Linked DNA regions of Triticum aestivum: region 1 is linked to region 2. The links are chromatin contacts, called in public Hi-C maps. All regions are on one chromosome and are shown on one strand. Each heading gives the region's core, a stretch centred on a gene start, on an enhancer-like site or on the middle of the called end of the contact. The rest is flanking DNA. Distances are from core to core; before and after follow the strand shown.

Region 1 (4,466 bases), core at 627-3,126, 170 kb before region 2:
ACTGGTCTCAGCAGCAACGCACCCCTTGCTACAACCGGTGTCGCGTGTTGCTACCACTGTGTCGCACTTTGCTACAACCGCCATCGTGTTTTGCTAAAACGCAAAAGTTGGTGCCGTTCTCTTCTTTGCTACAGCCAGCGTTGCCGTGCGACAATGAGCTTCAACTTTTGCTACAATCGACGCCGCGTTTTGCTACAACGAGCATCATGTTTTGCTAGAACGCAGAAACTGGCATCCTATTTCTTGGTACAATCTGTCGCCACTCTGCTGCAACCAACTTCTTGTTTTGCTACAACCGGTGCCGTGGTTTGGTACAATTGGCTCCTCGATTTGCTACAACCGGCGTCATGTTTGCAAATCGACAACGTGTTTTTGCTACAACCGCTTCTCCAGCCAGCTACAACTAGTGTCGAGTTATGCTACAACCGACTAAATCGGTGGCGTGGTTTGCTACAACCCGGTGCTACAACGGACACGGCTAGGGGCTGTGACGACGACAAGAACCAAACGATGCCAGAGACGGGGGTGTCTCCGTTCTGCAAGAGATGTGGCCAGATCTGCGACGAGAACAACCTCGGGTCAAAGCGGCACGCTGGCACGGCCAACAGAAAATCGAGGTTGGGGACACTGGTGGCCGGCGAGCGCGTGTGGCGCGGCCGCGCAGGAGGCCGGCGAGCGCGTGCAGCGTAGGAGGCCGACGAGCGCGGGCAGCGTGGGCGTCCTTTCTTTTGCTCTGTTTTTTTCCTGCGAGGTGGACGAAGAAACCACGTCTCTCTGGTCGCTTCGATCCAGTTGGATCGCCTGGCCCATGCGAGTCCGGCGGGATGACTCGGCCGGTGCGCCGGGTGTAACATTACCCTTTCATGTAACCTTTTTATTTTAGCGTATGCGAACGGGCCGGCCCAGTTCCCTCAGAGCCTTCAGCGAGACTTGTCTGGAGACTCGCTTAAGGCGGTAGTGCTGACATTGGTCTTTATAACATGCATCGGGCTACGGGAGAATTCTATTTGGCGCCCATTTCAGTATTATCTGCAACTTGGCGCACACTCACCATTCCCGCTGGGCTGGCCCATTTTAGACTTTTTCCTGCTAAAACCACAAAAAAAGGTGCGACTGAAGTTTTGATCATGCAACCTCGAGGTTAAGTAGCACTCGAACTAACCAAACGTAGTCATCCTTTCTTTCTTTTATATATACTTTTGTCAGGAGTTTTTTTATTTTTCTTTTTTTCCTTTTCCATTCTGGTTTTTCCCTGCAGCAGTATTTATTTATTTTTATTTTTTTATATTTTATTTTATTTAATATTTTTCCTGTTCCTTTATTATTTTCTATTTTTCTCTCAAGTGCGTGAAATTTTTAAAATTTGATGAACTTTTTTTTCAAATTTGTTGAACTTTTAAAAAAATCTGTGAACTATTTTAGAAATTCATAAAAAATTTAAAATTTTGACGACGTTTTTTAAATTAGAAATTTTTATTCAAAATCAATGAACCAATTTAAAATTCGATGAACTTTTTTTGAAATTCAATGAACTTTTATTAAAGTTGATGAACTTTTTTTCAAATCCCATGAACTTCTTTTCAAATATGTGAACTTTTTTTCGAAATTTATGAACTTTTACGAAACCAATGAACTATTTTTCAGTTTTGTAAACTTTTTGTAACTTGATGAAAGTTTTTTTAAATTTGCAAACTTGTTTAAATTCATGAAATTTTCTAGTTTTTCCAATTTTTAAACTTTTTTTATATTTTTTTCATTTTTTATAGACTATGAGAGAGCAGGGAGCAGGAAAAAAACAATTGAAAGAAAAGCTGTAGCGAACGACACAAACGGGGTACGTGTGAACGAGCGAGGGAGGAGTAGTGGGCCGAGGCCCATTTAGGTCGCTAGTGTGCGCCAAATCAGATTCCTGGCGCTGAAGGCGCCGAATAGGACCCCCCTGGGCTGCGTGCCAAACCATCACATTCAGAGGCCCCTCGAAAAGAAATCTAGACATTCAGAGACTTGTAACTTGGACCTACCTCTCGTTATCAAAAAACAAAAAACTCTCTGTCTCTACTCCGGCAGCTGCCGTGGAATCCGTCCCATTCCTTGTTCAAACTCTAGTTCTTGGCTTGATTCCTCTCGTGTGACACAAGGGAACATCAATTCTCTGCAAAATTTTGATCAACAATGTGTTTGAACCCTCGTCTTCCTTCTTAAGATATCTTCAAAAACCAGACTGGCGTTAAAACTAGTGTGACTTTTGTTCATAATTCGGATGAAACTCTCTCATATTTGTTTAAAATCTTTATTCCTTGAATTACAGAAGTAGACAAAACTTTTAAAACCTTTCCTGATACATAAGTTTGACTCCTCATATCATCTTGCGAAGCTGTTCTTAAGTTCCGTTGAAGTTGGGATAATTAATGATGTAGAACTATTTTAAGTTTCATACTCCCTCCGTTCCTAAATATAAATCCTTCTAGAGATTTTAATACAAATTACATACAAAGTAAAATGAATGAATCTACATTCTAAAATATGTCTATATACTAGTAAGATGCCCGTGCATTGCACGGAACACCAAGATACATTTATTTTACAAAAAAATCTGTTGCGATTGACCCATGAGGGAGTAATCTTATGTGTAAAAACTAACGGCATCTGCAGGTTTACATAACTCAGCACGTACATCGCTGATGCAGATCCTCTCCGACACTGACCTCCGCAAGCACGTCGATGGCGCCGTCCGTGTCCCAACAGCTCAGACTGAGCGGAGTGGGGGAGACGAGAAAGAGGAGAGATAAGGTGAGGAGGAGTGGGGCGTGGTGGTGGTAGGTGGTCGGACTGAGCGGAGGCATGGGGGTGGACGATGCCGGCAGCGGCCACCATGCCCCAGATTGTTCCAGAGGCTTCCTTTTTTAATTGCTCAACAATGAGCTTATGTGAGATAAGGATGAACGAGGGAAGGCCTTATATGCAAATATGGAGAGAGGTGCGGGTATCTTTTTGCAAAATTGCCATAGTTTGCTTTCTATCCGTCGGATATAGATTGGACGGTCTATATTGCAGGATGGCAGGCACACCATCATCACCAACTCGGTTTTTTATAAGAGTAGAGACATCTGTATGTAGTTTTTATTGAAATCTCTAAAAATGCTTATATTTAGAAACGAAGGGAGTACATTGTAATGAAAAAAAATCACTTTATCGCCTCAATGATGGATTATCATTTTTTCATGAAGGTTTCCTGACGATCCATACGACCGCTACTGGGGTTTGAGAACCATGTCGTCATGGGCAAAACTTTCCACCAAAGAGACCATCAAGCAGGATGACGTGTTCGTGGTACCCATCCCCATTCTTCAGACAGTCGTCGCTCCTATCAACAATGGCACGGTGCTACACGTCAATACATGGGTATCATACAAAACATCATCCGAGTTTAAGTTCATCCTACACTTCGCCGACATTCAAAACGCCCAGCTCCGGCTGTTCGACATCTACATGAACAACGACGAGTGGTATCCGAATTACAGCCCCCCGTACCTGGCCGCTGGTCATGTGCGTAATACTGAATGGTATAAGACCACGGACGGCCAGTACAATATCACTCTTGCAGCCACCAATACATCCATGCTGCCTCCGATGCTCAATGCATACGAGGGTTACCTGCGCATCCCCCACGATACTCCGAGGACGTTCTCGGAAGACTGTGAGATGACTCTCTCTCTCTCTCTCTATCTATTTCCCTACTCAACTCATTTACCGTCATTGTAGACATTATTGATAATTAATTCCTTGTTCAAAACACATTTACTCTGTTTTTTTTGTGGGGGACCATTTACTCCGTTTTGTGAACATATACAGCTATATTTTTTTCACCTTTTTAACTTTATCATTGCTAATTTTCTTCACAATAATATGTGTTTTATAGTCTTTTATTAACATGTAGATATAAACAGTTAAGAAGAGAAGTTTTATCTTAAATTGTGTTAGCGTATAGAACATTATATTTAGGGCAGTTTATGATTAGTTGATTCGACCCGCAATGATGTATGGTGTTGAGTGTTGGCTGACTAAAAGACGACATGTTCAACAGTTAGGTGTAGCAGAGATGCGCATGTTGAGATGGATGTGTGGCCACACAAGGAAGGGCCGGGTCCGGAATGATGATATACGGGATAGAGTTGGGGTAGCACCGATTGAAGAGAACTTTGCAAACATCGTCTAGGATGGTTTGGACATATCCAACGCTTGCCTTCAGAAGTTTCAGTGCATAACAGACGGCTAAAGCATGCTGAAAATGTCAAGAAAGGTCGAAGTAGACCGAACTTAACATGGGAGGAGTCCGTAAAGAGAGATCTGAAGGACCGGAGTATCACCAAAGAATAGCCATGGATCAGGGGTGCGTGGAAGTTGCTATCCATGTGCCAGAATCATGAGTTGGTTGCGAGATTTTATGGGTTTCAGCTCTAGCCTAG
Region 2 (4,919 bases), core at 2,415-4,914:
GCGTCAACCCATGTATATAAGGGGACGACCCGGCGGCGGTTTAATAGTACAGACAACAAATCGAGACTCAGGCAAAGCGTATTCGCTTCCTGGTCATCGAAACCCTAGCAATTCCACAACAACTGGATTAGGCTTTTACCTTCACCGCAAGGGGCCGAACCAGTATAAACTCTCTGCGTCCCTAGTCTGCTTTAACCCCTTTAAGCTAACCCGTAGCGATGGCTCCACGACTAAGTCCTTTTCTTAGGACATCTGCCGTGACAAAACCACGACACCCCCCTTTCCTTCCTCCTCTCTCCTTCCCTTCCCCCTTCTCCTACTCCTACTAGGAAAGAAGGAGTCCTACTCCCGGTGGGAGTAGGACTCCCCCCTTGGCGCGCCCTCCTCCTGGCCCCCCCTAGCTCCTTTATATACGGGGGTGGGGGGCACCCCAAGACACAACAATTGATCATTGATCTCTTAGCTGTGTGCGGTGCCCCCCTCCACCATAATCCACCTCGGTCATATAGTAGCGGTGCTTAGGCGAAGCCCTGCGTCGGTACCATCATCATCACCGTCACCACGCCGTCGTGCTGACGAAGCTCTTCCCGGAAGCTCTACTGGATCGTGAGTTCGCGGGACGTCACCGAGCTGGACGTGTGCTGAACGCGGAGGTGCCATACGTTCGGTGCTGAGGATCGGTCGATCGTGAAGACGTACGACTACATCAACCGCGTTGTTATAACGCTTCCGCTTACGGTCTACGAGGGTACGGAGACGACACTCTCCCCTCTCGTTGCTATGCATCACCATGATCTTGCGTGCGCGTAGGAAATTTTTTGAAATTACTACGTTCCCCAACACTAAGCACATTGAGCTGGACATTCACTTTGTGCGCGAGCAGGTGGCCCTTGGACGTATTTGGATCCTCCATGTTCCGACTGCACAACAATTCGCCGATGTGATGACTAAGGGACTGCCGACTTCCACCTTCGAGGAGTTTCGTTCTGGTCTCTGCGTCTTCGGCGCCGCTTCGACTGCCGGGGGGGGGGGGGGGTGAATATATTGTGTACGTGTATATTGTGTCTTGGGCCCACCTCCTAGTTCATATGTATAGTTGAGGTTGTGGCCCCCCTCTGTACTCATATATATGTGCCTGGTGCACCGATTATTGCATTGTGTTTGCACAACCTATACTTCTCGTTCTACAAACTTGATTCAGTGTTGCTACCTTTGAATTTCATATTGTTTTTGTTTTCATCTGCTGCTTTCACGAGTAGTATTTTTTTCATTTTGAGTTTTGTGATTACAAGGCTACAAGTTGTTTCATTTGGTCCTCGGCTGAAGATGGATGCAACGTCCGAAAACGGTGGTTGGTGACCTTTGTTTGTAGCCTGCCTCGTGTTAGTTTTTTTTTTTTTTGAGAAACACCGATGACAACGTAGAAGCATACGCACACCAACACACGCCCGCAATCATTAACTCACACAATGCTGGTTGAATTTGCGGAGCTTTAAGATTAAGGAAGTCACCACAAACGCCTCACTATCAACAGAAACAGCACCTCCAATAGAAATAATCTCTATTAATGAGACACCAAAGTGTCGCTATCAACCTTAATAATCTGTATTACTGTATTGCAGGTTGAGGCACTAAAAGAAAGTATACAGTGTGTTGTAGAGGTCACATGTCGACCAGTTCCGTGAGAGCGAGGTTATTGTCTTAATGCCATTCATTCATCATTCCTTCTCCCCTCTTATTGGAGAAGAACTAGTCAGTCAACGCCAATGCTCGCACCTTGAAGCCCCGAACAACAGTACTAATAAAAATATGTATGTCAACTATATCGCACCAATCTAAATCTTCAAAAGTACTGTTGCTTATTAAGGTTGTTGTTTGCACTATGGGCGGGCGATTCATTAGGCGAAAGCCCTAGAGATGCCTCCCTCCCTCCCTTGTCTCTTTGCTTGCCGTCCCCCATGGATCTTGCCACGACGGCCGTGGCCCGAGCCTTGAATACGCTATACATGTGGCGTGCGGCCTGCCATAACAAAAAGGTTCTATAGGGTCACTTCTATTGGAACGGGTTTCATTCAATGGCGTTGACTTCGATCACGGCGGACGATGGAGACGTCTATGATGTCATTCCCTTCTCGAAGTATCGTTATTGCAGGTCGTGGCACCCCACTCGTGATGCTCCAGAGAAAACCTAGATCTGCATCTACCGAATCGGACGATGATGGTACCTTTGATGCCGTTGTCCCTCCTGAGGGCATCGTTTTGGAGCAAGTGCTAGTTGGACGGGACAAGCGGAAGAGCGGTGTCTCATCCACTGCAAGGCCGGCGGCGGATCCCGGTGGCATGGTGCTGCGGAGGTTCGGCGACGGGCGCATGTGGACAGATTCGTGTAGGATGGTGGAGTTGTCTGGCGTCGTGGTGCCGTCGACGGCAGGCCAGGCAAGGTCGACGGGTCAGTTGCTGCTCTGGAGATGGACCAGTGGAAGATGGCGGCGGCAGCCTCTGAGAGCGTCGGTCCGGTATGGGACCCAGTCCCGGTATGTGGCTGGGCTGGGGCATCCGGCTTTAGATGTTAGGGTTTGGTGCGATGTCCGTTTGATATTAGGCCTGAATATTCGGCACACCTTCTTCAATGCACTAGGAGTAGCAACAGGTGTTGCCTAGATGATGGCTTCAGACTCACTGATGTATTACTTTGTATGGTCTCTGTGAATAATTAATAAGATGGCCGCATGCATCGTCCAGATGCAGAGGCCGGGGGTTTATCCTCCTTTTTAAAAAAATTTGTTTTTCTTCTCTTCTCGGATAGAAGCTAACCTGATTTTATGTCACTCTCACTTGTGTTTAGTGGAGCGAGGACATATATCATCAATCTCCTAAAAAATCATCTCCAATTTGCGCTTAGGTCCTAACCCTAAGGCTGGTGAGACGGGTTACTGTGTGCAGCTAATGCTAACCCCTGAGGCATTGCCCTCTCGCCGTGCCACTGCATTGCATGCGGTGTAGTTATCAACTGAGTTGTTTTCTCGATGGTGCTGTTTCCTTTCCTTGGTGCATTCGTCTTGGCAGCCACAGCAGTTCATGTCGCCGGTCAGCAAGAAGGTTGGTTTCTAACCTCAAGGACGTACATCGATCGTATCCGTCCATGCATGTGTCCATACAACACTGAAACGCTCGTGCTGATATTTTGCCACGAAGTACGCCGGCTTTGATCGATAATTTATCTTTTTTCGTCCTTGTTGTGCTACGTGCGATCAATCAGGTTTTCTGAGCATCGACTGCGGCCTGGATGCCAGATTCAGCAGGCGCAAGGACACCTACACAAACATCGCCTACATCTCTGACAGTCCGTACGTGGACGGCGGGGAGAACCACAGGGTGGCCGCCGACCAGGAGAGCTCTACTAACGACGTCTCCCTGCTAACGCTGAGGAGCTTCCCGTCCGGCCTACGGAATTGCTACACGCTCCCCACGGAGAGCGGTGCCAAATATCTGGTCCGGATGGAGTTCTTCCACGGCAGATACGACGGCAAGAGCAGCCCCTTGTCGCTGCAGTTCGACCTGCACCTGGGCACCAACTACTGGGACACGGTCACGCTCCAAGACACGACCGACGACTGGTGGTCCGAGGCAATATTCGTCGCGTGGTCCAGCTGGGTGCCGGTGTGCCTGCTGAATACCGGCACCGGCACGCCGTTCGTCAACACGGTGGAGTTGAGGCCGCTCGGGGCCTCGCTTTACCCGGACGTCACCATCGACGAGTCCATATCCATGTATCGAAGGGCGAATATGGGGGGAAATTTTACCCTGTAGGTATGAAGCTAGCTCTGGTTTTGTGATGCTACGTACTCTCCCCATCCACATATACTCCCTCTGTTCCGAAATGTAAGTCGTTTAAGGGTTTGACGTGTAAATTTCGTAACGCTTGTAAATTTCGTAACGCTACGAGAATTTTTCACTTTCCAGAAATGCCCTCCCACCACCGCTCGCTCTCACCCACTCGAGCTCACTCTCTCGTTCCCCTCTCACCCACCCGGCCACCCCTCTCTCGCTCCCCTCCAGATCCCCGGCGTCGCCGGCCTCTCCTCGCCATCGTCACCGCTGAGCCACCCCGCTTCCTCTCTTTCTCCGCACCACCGAGCCACCCCGTTTCCTCCCACCGCCAGAAATCCACCACCCGTAGGTCAAAACCTTGATTTTTTAGGCGCCGGCGATGAGCTTCTGGCCGGCGGAGGCGCTGGATCCGCGTGCTTCGACGCCGGCGACGAAGCGACATGGATCCGGGTGGGATGCTGCTGGAGGACTTCGGGCTGTGGGTGGACCTGGTGCGGCGCATCCGCGAGGTGCTGGCCAACTACCCGGAGGGCACCACCGCGCTGCGGGACGCCGGGAGCTCATCCAGAACGCCGACGATGCCGGGGCCTCGTGCGTCCGCCTCTGCCTCGACCGCCGCGCCCATGGGTCCCGCTCGCTGCTCGCCCCCGCGCTTGCACAGTGTACGCCAGCAACGACGCCGCCTTCACCGACGAAGAGTTCGCCAGCATCCCCCGCATCGGCGGCCGCAAGAAGTCCTCCCAGGCCTGGAAGACCGGCAGCAAGATGGGCGCTAGCTACACTCTCTATCGCTGCCGAGCTCTGCTTCGAGCTGCTGCTCTTTCAATTTGAGCTGCGCTAGCTAAGCTCTTTCAATCTGAACCAGTACGTGTTCATTTTCTACTCGTACGAATGTTGCTGCTGTTTTGTGTTGCCACCTACGAATGCTGCTGCTAATTTGAGTTCTACTGTTAATTTGAGAACAATATGCTTAGCAAGGACCCACTGTTAATTTGGAGTAGCAACTGTACTCCATTGAAGTACTGTTACTGTTAATTTGCAAACTGAATTTGGAGTAGCAGCATACTGAATTTTGTATACTGAATTTG

What was found. Hi-C and Micro-C count contacts between places; a contact is called where the count stands out from the background.
Region 1: a Hi-C map of leaf shows a contact between it and region 2, with 4 times the contacts expected there. The contact joins two enhancer-like sites. A contact is called at or near these places in 2 of 5 Hi-C or Micro-C datasets (leaf and root).

What each region holds. Positions count from the first base shown.
Region 1 is chr5D:300,770,766-300,775,231 of IWGSC CS RefSeq v2.1, reverse strand. LOC123124720 (probable LRR receptor-like protein kinase At1g51890) reads left to right here. Exons shown (of 12, transcript XM_044545290.1): 3 at 3,228-3,697. Among protein-coding and RNA genes, the nearest start is that of LOC123124720, 9.9 kb to the left of the region's middle. Within about 2 kb of position 1,876, at least 1 of the 8 cell types and tissues checked has an H3K27ac peak or open chromatin away from gene starts, as enhancers often do. A contact at or near this core is called in leaf, where this site is marked.
Region 2 is chr5D:300,602,491-300,607,409 of IWGSC CS RefSeq v2.1, reverse strand. It overlaps the pseudogene LOC123121320. Among protein-coding and RNA genes, the nearest start is that of LOC123124720, 180 kb to the left of the region's middle. Within about 2 kb of position 3,664, at least 3 of the 8 cell types and tissues checked have an H3K27ac peak or open chromatin away from gene starts, as enhancers often do. A contact at or near this core is called in leaf, where this site is marked.